Linked DNA regions of Mus musculus: all the other regions are linked to region 3. Evidence: chromatin contacts called from public promoter capture Hi-C data. All regions are on one chromosome and are shown on one strand. The core of a region is the stretch at or near the end of the contact, and the rest is flanking DNA. Distances in the headings are between cores, read along the strand shown.

Region 1 (2,700 bases), core at 170-2,669, 2.6 Mb after region 3:
TCCATCCAAAAGAAACAAAAGCCAGAATAGAGCCTTCCATTTACGAGAACACTTCGCAGTTACCAATGACAGACTAAAAACAACAAACTTATGTTTTAAAAGAAGTGAATGAGGACACAAAAGACTTAACTGTGGACATTTAGCCTGTCATTCATAATGTCTCTTGAATATAGTATGCCTTATAAACAGAAAATCAAACTCATACCTCAGGAATTTATAAATGTGCTTTAAAGTATTTCAGAGAAATGGCTTAGCACTTAGGTGCACTTAACTGCCCTTCCAGAGGACTGGGTTCCATTCCCAGCACCTATGGTGGGTGGGTCACAAATGTCTCAAATGCCTATAACTTCAGGTCCAAGGCATCTGACGCCCCTTTCTGATATCCCTAAGCACTGTGTACACGTGTCACTCACACACACACACACACACACTGAATAAAAATATAAGCAAATCTTTTACAAATGTAACTGAAATGGTGGCTAGAGACAGCTCTTCTTTCAGAGGCTCTGAGTCTGGTTCCCAGCACCTACACTGACTGGCTCACTACCACCTGTAACACCAGTTCCAGAGGATCTGATGCCTTCTTCTGGTCACTCTGGACACTTGCACACAGATAGCATACAGGCACGTACCCATAAATAAATCCTTAAAAAGAATAAAACAGACTGATGTATTTATTACCCAGAGTTCACTTTGTTTCTGCTCAAAGTAATTCATTTTAATGCATAACTAAATAACATGACATAGGGAATAAAATAGCTCAACTTAACCACTGCTGAGTGAATCCCAAGTTCACTTTCCATAGCTATTATGCTCAATGTTACTAACTCTGTTAAAATCATTAATAATAAAACCGTAATGAAATTATGGTCTCTCTGTGATACAGGAGTCGTCTTCGAGTTTATTTAGAGTACTAACATTGAAAACTAGTAAGAGTTCGAGGCCAACCTAGTCTACAAAGTGAGTTCCAGGACAGCCAGGACTGTTATACAGAGAAACGTTGTCTCAAACAACACATAGAGAGATAGAGAGGGAGAGAAATATCCACCATCAATGGAGGATACTAAGCTAAACTCTAGCTTTGCCTAACCCAAAGAAGAGAGGAAGGAAGCCACCTGGTTTGCATACGTGTTGGGAAATTCTTCTTGTGACTTCTCTCGGTGAGGAAGCATAAACAGTTGAGCGCTTCTAACAGTCTTCTCGAGGCTAAACCCGCTTCTCAGTTCTCAGGTCAAGCCCGGTTCTCAGGTCGTCACTCCATTGCACCTCACTTTTGGTACCCAGAGGCGCGCTCACTGCAGAGCATCTACTCGCCTCCAGCTGATGGCGCGTTGGACGTAGCGAGCCCGGGTGGGCGTGGCCCGCGCTCTGACGCACAGCGAGCGCGCCGACGCATGCGCACGTCGCCCGCGGGAGCTCGCCGGTGACTAGAACGGCGGCGGCGGCTCCCAGAGCGGGCGCTAACCGCCCGAGGCGTGGCGGGAGGCGGCGCGGGGCGGCTGGTGGAGGTCCCCGGGGTTGCCGGTCATGATCGACTCGGTGAAGCTCCGGCGCGACTGCGCGGCCGACTTCTTCTCGCACTACGAGTACCTGTGCGCGCTGCAGGACTCCGTGCCGCTGCCCGCCGTGCGCGCCTGCCTGCGGGACGGCGTGCTGGACTTCAATGCCGACCGGCTGCGCGCGGTGGACTGGGCACCGCTGCTCAGCACGCTCAGGGTGAACCGCGACCTGCCGCTGGTGGCCATCAAGAGCTCCTTCCAGCCGTGGCTCGGGGAAACAGTTCTGCGGTCCGGAGGTGCGAGGGTTTGGTCGGAGAAGTGGGAGCCCGGTGCAGGATCAGCCTGCGAAGCGGCCTCCACCTAGCCACAAAGGAGTTTTTGCCGCCGCCTCCCTTGCAGGTTGCCGCCTCGGTCCGTTGTCTGGAGTAGTCAAGCTAGGGAGTAGAACTCGACACTGCCCCTTATTACAGCGAGGATGACCAACTCTGCACCCCGAGGGGAATATGCGTGATAATTTAGCAAATGGTCCCTGCCCTCTCTTCTTTTAGGGGTTTAAATGTACAATCTCCCTTCATTCGTAATTGCAAGTTTAATACAGAAAAGGAGAAGGTTAAAGATGGAAAGAAAAAAATGTATAACAAAAAAATAATCAGGGACGTCTTTTTTGATTTTTAGAAAAATATTTGAGGGTTTTGCCTTCGCGTGTGTATGTGCACTATGTGTGTGCAGTGCCTGCGGAGTACAGAAAAGGGGGTAAGAGGTCGGAGTCCATATGTGAACCACCATATGGATGCTGGGAACCGAACTCGCATCCTTTGCAAGAGCAGCAAGTATGTCCAACCATTGAGCCATCTCTCCAGCCCAAGGGACTATTATTATTTGTTTCTTTTATTTATTTATTTATTTATTTATTTATTTATTTATTTATTTATTTATTTATTTATTTGAGAGACAGGGTTTCTCTGTGTAGCCCTGGCTATCTTGGAACTCACTCTGTAGACCAGGCTGGCCTTGAACTCAGAGTCTGGCCTGCCTCTGCCTCTCGAGTGCTGGGATTGAAGGCGTGCGCCACCACTGCCCGACTGGAACTATTATTTTTGACGAACCCGTTGTAAAACAGTTGACTCTGGTTATTTGCAGATAACGTATTTACAAGTTCCTTTCATTTGAATTTTTGTAACTCCCAGCCAAGTCTTTGTGG
Region 2 (2,700 bases), core at 177-2,676, 2.5 Mb after region 3:
GCGCTGGTTTCCAGTAGAAACTGCTGTGAATTCAGGCATACATCTGGGTCGCCTCATTAAACAAAAGACACCCGTCTGCTGTCAACAACCACACAGTACAACACTCCCGGATCCTTCATCTTTATCCGGAAGGAATGGTTCATAGAGACGCCTGTCACCATCCACTGGCCATGCAACTCTCTGGGGTCACTCCTGTCAGTGGCCTGGTGGCTACAGTATAGCACATTTGGGCTAGTCTTCCCGCCCCGCCCCTGCCCAGTACGTTAACCCGGGTTTATTGGAGCGCCAGCCAAGGCTTCCTCAGCACCTTTCCTAGCAGAATCCAGACCGGGGTCTGCTCCCCGTTTCCACCCTTCCCTCTCCACCCCACAACGCGCCACAATGGACGCTGGCCGACCACCGCACTGCACGCCATTGCCCACCCGCGCCGCTCGCGCGGACGCTCAGCCGTCCCGCAGACGCTGTGCACCGAGCACGGCCCTAGCTGACACCAAAGGCGCACGCCGCGGATCCGCGCCCGGGAGCCCCGGCCCTCGGCCCCTGGGTGCGCGCGCGCGGGTGCGGGTGCGGGTGCCGGCCGGGGACGCGCGTGGGGAGGGCAGCGGCGAGCCGGGGCGGGGGGTACCGGGGCCCAAGGGCCGCACTCACCCAGCAGCAGCAGCTTGAGCTCCCGGCGGGCGTCGCGCTTGTCCCTGCGCAGCTGCCGCTCGATCTCGTCGTTGATCCTCCGGGCTTCCTTGGCCTCCTCGCTCAGGCAGCACGCCATGATGGACTCCAGAGTCATTCTTCCGAAGTGCCTCGCTGCAGCCCCGCCGGCGCCCTGCTCACACGCGCGCACACACGCCCTCCGCCCTCGCTCCCCCGAGGCAGCGGCGGCCGCGGAGCCCCGCCGCCCGGGCGCGCGTCAGGGACGAGCTCAGGGGAGCCGCGGTAAAGGAGGCGGCCGGGCCCGCAGCCCAGGCGGGCCGGGAACGAGCGGGGCCGGGAGCCTGGGACGCGCGAGGAAAGGCCGCCGCGCCCCGCCGCGCTCACACGCCGCCTTCTCGGAGAGCGCGCGGCCCTCCAGGCGCCGCCGCCGACGCTGCCCAAGGCTGTGCGCCCAGCGGCCCGAGCTCATCCACCGAGGCGGCCCCGCAGCGAGCGACCGCCGACGGCTCAGCGCGCCCGGCGCGCCCGCTCCTCGCCGCCGCCGCCGCCGCCGCCTGACTCGGCTCCGGGCGCCCTCGGCCTGCCCGCGCCCACTCGGCTCGCTCGCAAACCGGGCAGCCGGCCGCCGCGCGCTCCCCGCCTCCGCCCCCGCCTCCGCCGGACGCCCACCCGGCCCGATTGCCAGGCGCGCCGCGGCTGCTCAGTGCTCGCCCTCCCCCTCGCCACACACACACATTTTCTCCTTTCTCTGAACTGGAGCACAGATCCGGGAGGGGGCGGCGGCGGCGGGAGGAGGAGGAGGAGGACGGGCGCAGGGGGCGGGCACAGCGCAAGGGGCGGGACCGCGGCCCCTCCTGGACAGCTCGCGCTCTCCTCGCCCCGCCCCCGACTGCCCGCCCCGCTCGCCGGCCGCCTCCCTCTGTGCGAGCTCCGGCGCGGCGGTCACGGCCGTTGGAGCGGGTCCGGCAGGCGGACACCGACCTTCGGCTGCCGCTGGGCTGCCGGGGCGTGGTCGGCGAGAATATGGCGGCCTCGGCCTGCCCTCTGGCCGCTGGCGCTGCGGGAGCCCTGCCGGGAGCCCACGCGCTGCGCTCCGGGCCTCTCTGCAGCCGGGCTGCCCTTTCCTATTTCTAAAACGCCATTGGGAAGAAGCTGCCTCGAGTGGCCTCTGACCCAAGATCCATCTTAGAAGATGGGATGCTCTTTACTAGGGAAGAGAAAGGATTGTCACTGGCTCTCTGGGGGTTACTGAGGGATCTGTGGACGGAACTGTCCTCCTTATCTCCAGATAGGAATCTGAATCCTAAAGAGAAAAAAAGAAGCTGCCCAAGTTTCCAAGAGCCTCCTGATCCGTTCCAACTTTTCGGGTCACTGAGGTGGTTTCTGTTTTCCTACCAGCACACTACGTTAAACAGTCTGGTAATGTAGGATTGACCCTTCTACACCGTGACAGTTAAGGATGACTTCTGGGAGAACGCCAAGTAGTACAGAATGAAATGAAAGAGACAGATATGGTGGCTCACACCCATAAACTCCACACTCCACAGGCTGAGGCAGGAGAATTGCTTCCTGAGCAGTATGAGACCTTGTAGCAAAGAAAAGGGGGAGGGAGAGAGAATAAAATAGGAGAAAGTGAAGAAACTAGTATCATTGGAGCAAAATTCTATTTGGTTTTTATACTTCTAATTTGAGGTGGTTTACTAATAAATAGAAAATATCTTGTTCATTCAAGGTTGTATTGGGGAAAAAAAAAGGTTCATTCAATTCAGTGTGTCTCAAACATCAAGAGGAGAATCGTACTATTTTTCCTGACTTTATAGATAGAAGTGGGCGCCTCCACATTTCATGCTTTTCATAAACTGCTCCTGTTGATCTGGGCTGCAATGTAAGATCATACCCATTGCTGCAACTTAAGAATGAAACAAGTCTTGGACTTCAAGGTCTCTCCTCTGGTTTGCCTTATTCTCCACCACCACCACCACCACCCCACCCCATCCCCCACCCCCACCCCCACCCCCACCCCCACCCCCCCACCCCCGTGATACACTGCAT
Region 3 (2,700 bases), core at 134-2,633:
AGCCTCGCCAAGACTGGCTCATACGCAGAATTGTTTAAAACTATCTTTGATTTAATCCCAGTGAAATGTTAAATCTTCTTCATAGTTGGCTTATGTTTATATTCAATCTATTCCACTCTGAACAGAGACTTCTAAAGCACAGAATGATTCCCAGGAGGATGGGAAGAGTCAGCAGGCGGCAAGAACTCCACCATCAATCAAATCTGAGAAACACAAGAGCAAACACACATGCTCTTCAGATGACTTCAAGGCCCAGGTTTCAGGACTTCCGTGAGGTTCAGGCTACAGTTATCTGGATACGCTCCCATGAATAGGACTAATTTCAACTTTGAACCCTTTTGGTAAGCAGAAATCCCCCACAGGTAGAGTTCCTGGTAAGCAAGGCCTGGGGGCATAGCCATGACCAAGCTCCTGCTAACCTTTGCCCCTTGAAGTTTCAGTCACTTTTTTCCCCGTAAATTAACCTTCAATAGACATGTTGAAGGTCCATTTTGTGGAGGTTCTTTTTTAAAAAGTTGCTTTCTTACATTTGTATCTAGGTTGCGGTGCATGTGTGTGGGCAGGTGCATGCCATGGTTCACCACAGAACACATGCTCAGGTCATAGGTCTCCTGGGAGTTCTCTTTCCAAAGTGTGGGTGCTAGAGGCTGAACTCTGCTCATCAGGTTTGGCAGCAGGGGCAGCTGGACCATTGTGCTGACCCTGTAGTTTCTTACATAACCAGTATTTTCATTTTTATTACCCCTAATATACAATAGGCATATAATATTGACTGTGACATTGTGAGTTTACTTATGTGTGAACATAAACTCTCGTGTTGGGCAACTTGTATAAAGTACCAGCCAGTAGTATAGTTTTGACTTCGCGGGTAACTATTCAACTCTGAAATTGTAATAAGAAAGCCAATGCATAAGCAAACGAGCATGCTGTGTTCTAATAAAATTTTATGGTCACGGAAATCTAAGTTTCCCCTAACTTTCGTGTGCCACAAAATACTATGCTTTTGTCTCAGCTATTTAAAAAACGCCAAAAGCACTGTTAGAAGTCTTTATAAAAGCCAGGCAGCAAGTGGGTTGGAGTTTGTTAACCAGATGCTGTAGAAAAAGCTGTCCTGTCCCGTGGGGGATCAAGACCCGATTCTCCAGCTAGCAAATGTGGGGTCTCCTACAGCTAGCAGTGTCTAGTTGCTTTTTAGGAGCATCTAAGTCCCACCGCGGTTTCCCTAGACACGATCAGGTTCCTGGTACATACAGCGAAGGAGACTCTTGAAGATTCCCAGGCCTCGCCGTGTGTACGCAGCAGGCAGTGGGTACTCACCGAAGCGGGTTCGAATCCTTCCCAGCAGGGTCGCAGAGCAAGCTTCAAGAGCGTTTCATGCCTACCACTGCCCGGTGCTCACCTAGGCAGCGAAGTCCACTGCGCTTTCATAGCCTCCCCTACGCAGGGCCTGAGGGCGTGGCTACTGTAAAGCTCCTCCCCCAAGAGAAAGGCGGGGCTCCGGCGTGCCGGAGCAGGCTGGACCTCTGAGGTTCGGCCGGGCTCCCCGCCGCAGCCAATCAGCAGCCGGCGAGGCGCGGCCACTTCCTGGTGGGAAGGCCGGGCTGTCTGCGGAGCTCGCTGGTCCGAGTGTCCCGCATCGGGTTGCGCGCGGATCCGGAGCGGCCGCGGCCAGCGCAGGCTTGGCGCCCAGTTCTCGTGTGCGTGTGGGGCTCCCGCGGCTGAGCCTGGTCGCTCCGTGTAGCGCCATGTCCAAGCCACCTCCCAAACCGGTCAAACCAGGTAAGAGTGGTGTGCGCTGCGCGTGCGGGTCTCCAGGCTGCGGGACCCGGTGCTCGAGTTCCCGAGGAGCGTCCTCGGACTCTGTCCACACGGCTCGCCAGGACGTTCTAGCGGTGTGGTGGCAGCACCTCGGTCGCGGCCACTTCCTCATATTTCGCCCTGTCGCTGTCAAGTTGGAGTTCTTGACCGGCAGGCGAACGGGAAGTGCGCTGCGGCTGGGTGGGGTTTGCGCCCGGGCTGGAGCGGGCCAGGGACCCGAGGTCTCCCGGGAGCTTTGGAGAGCTGCTCGGGCGCTGCCAGCGGGACAGCCGGGCTGCAACCCTCTCGGCTCCTAGCTTTAGGCAGTGTCGCTCTGTCATGCATCCTAGTGTTTTTGCTTAGGGTGACTCTCGCGAACTAAACTGGAGAGAGTACGAAGTTCCTCAAAGCAGTTTTCTTGACCGCCCTTCCTGGTTCACTTTTAAAAACGTTGTTCTTAGAGTGTTTTCTGTGATATGGAGAAACGAGACTAAATAAACTCGTGGGAATTTTCATTTGGATAGGGAATTGACAGGGATCGTAAAAAAATGGGAGATGAATGTTTGATGAATTCCCAGACCCCTTTTCCTAATCTCCTGCAGCTTTGGTATTACAAAGGCTGAAAGCCATTTACATCAACTTTTATAGCTGCTTATGCTGCTGCTTCAGTGATTTTTTTTTTTTTTTTTTTTTGCCCTTGAGGTTGTTTTATTGGTTTTGCTTTGCTTGTTTGTTTGTTTTACTAAAGTGACAGTCACTTCAACTTCAATAATTATCCAGTTTCCTTCTTTTGTGGCAGCATCAAGCCCCTGACTTTGAAAATAATGCACACATATTTGTGAAACAGGCATTCGCTGTCGACGTAAATTCTGTAGGGCCGGAATATGAAGGAAGTGGCTCAGA

Evidence for each region. Promoter capture Hi-C pulls out the DNA fragments that hold promoters and counts their contacts.
Region 1: a contact with region 3 is called in a promoter capture Hi-C map of pre-B cells. A contact is called at or near these places in 4 of 39 promoter capture datasets (the 3T3-L1 cell line, hippocampal neurons, liver and 1 more), 1 of 130 datasets of targeted methods (large pre-B cells) and 2 of 9 other capture datasets (adipose tissue and liver).
Region 2: a contact with region 3 is called in a promoter capture Hi-C map of pre-B cells, with 4 times the contacts expected there. A contact is called at or near these places in 2 of 39 promoter capture datasets (the C10 cell line and pre-B cells), 1 of 484 Hi-C or Micro-C datasets (pro-B cells) and 1 of 130 datasets of targeted methods (large pre-B cells).

The regions. Positions count from the first base shown.
Region 1 is chr19:15,983,708-15,986,407 of GRCm38.p6, reverse strand. It overlaps Cep78 (centrosomal protein 78), which reads left to right and starts at 1,419. Exons shown (of 15, transcript NM_198019.2): 1 at 1,419-1,795. The coding sequence starts at 1,528. C130060C02Rik (RIKEN cDNA C130060C02 gene) reads right to left here and starts at 1,333. Exons shown (of 3, transcript NR_045355.1): 1 at 1,116-1,333.
Region 2 is chr19:16,131,410-16,134,109 of GRCm38.p6, reverse strand. Gnaq (guanine nucleotide binding protein, alpha q polypeptide) reads right to left here and starts at 1,426. Exons shown (of 7, transcript NM_008139.6): 1 at 649-1,426. The coding sequence starts at 784.
Region 3 is chr19:18,630,699-18,633,398 of GRCm38.p6, reverse strand. Nmrk1 (nicotinamide riboside kinase 1) reads right to left here and starts at 1,383. Exons shown (of 9, transcript NM_145497.2): 1 at 1,318-1,383. Ostf1 (osteoclast stimulating factor 1) reads left to right here and starts at 1,586. Exons shown (of 10, transcript NM_017375.3): 1 at 1,586-1,779. The coding sequence starts at 1,746.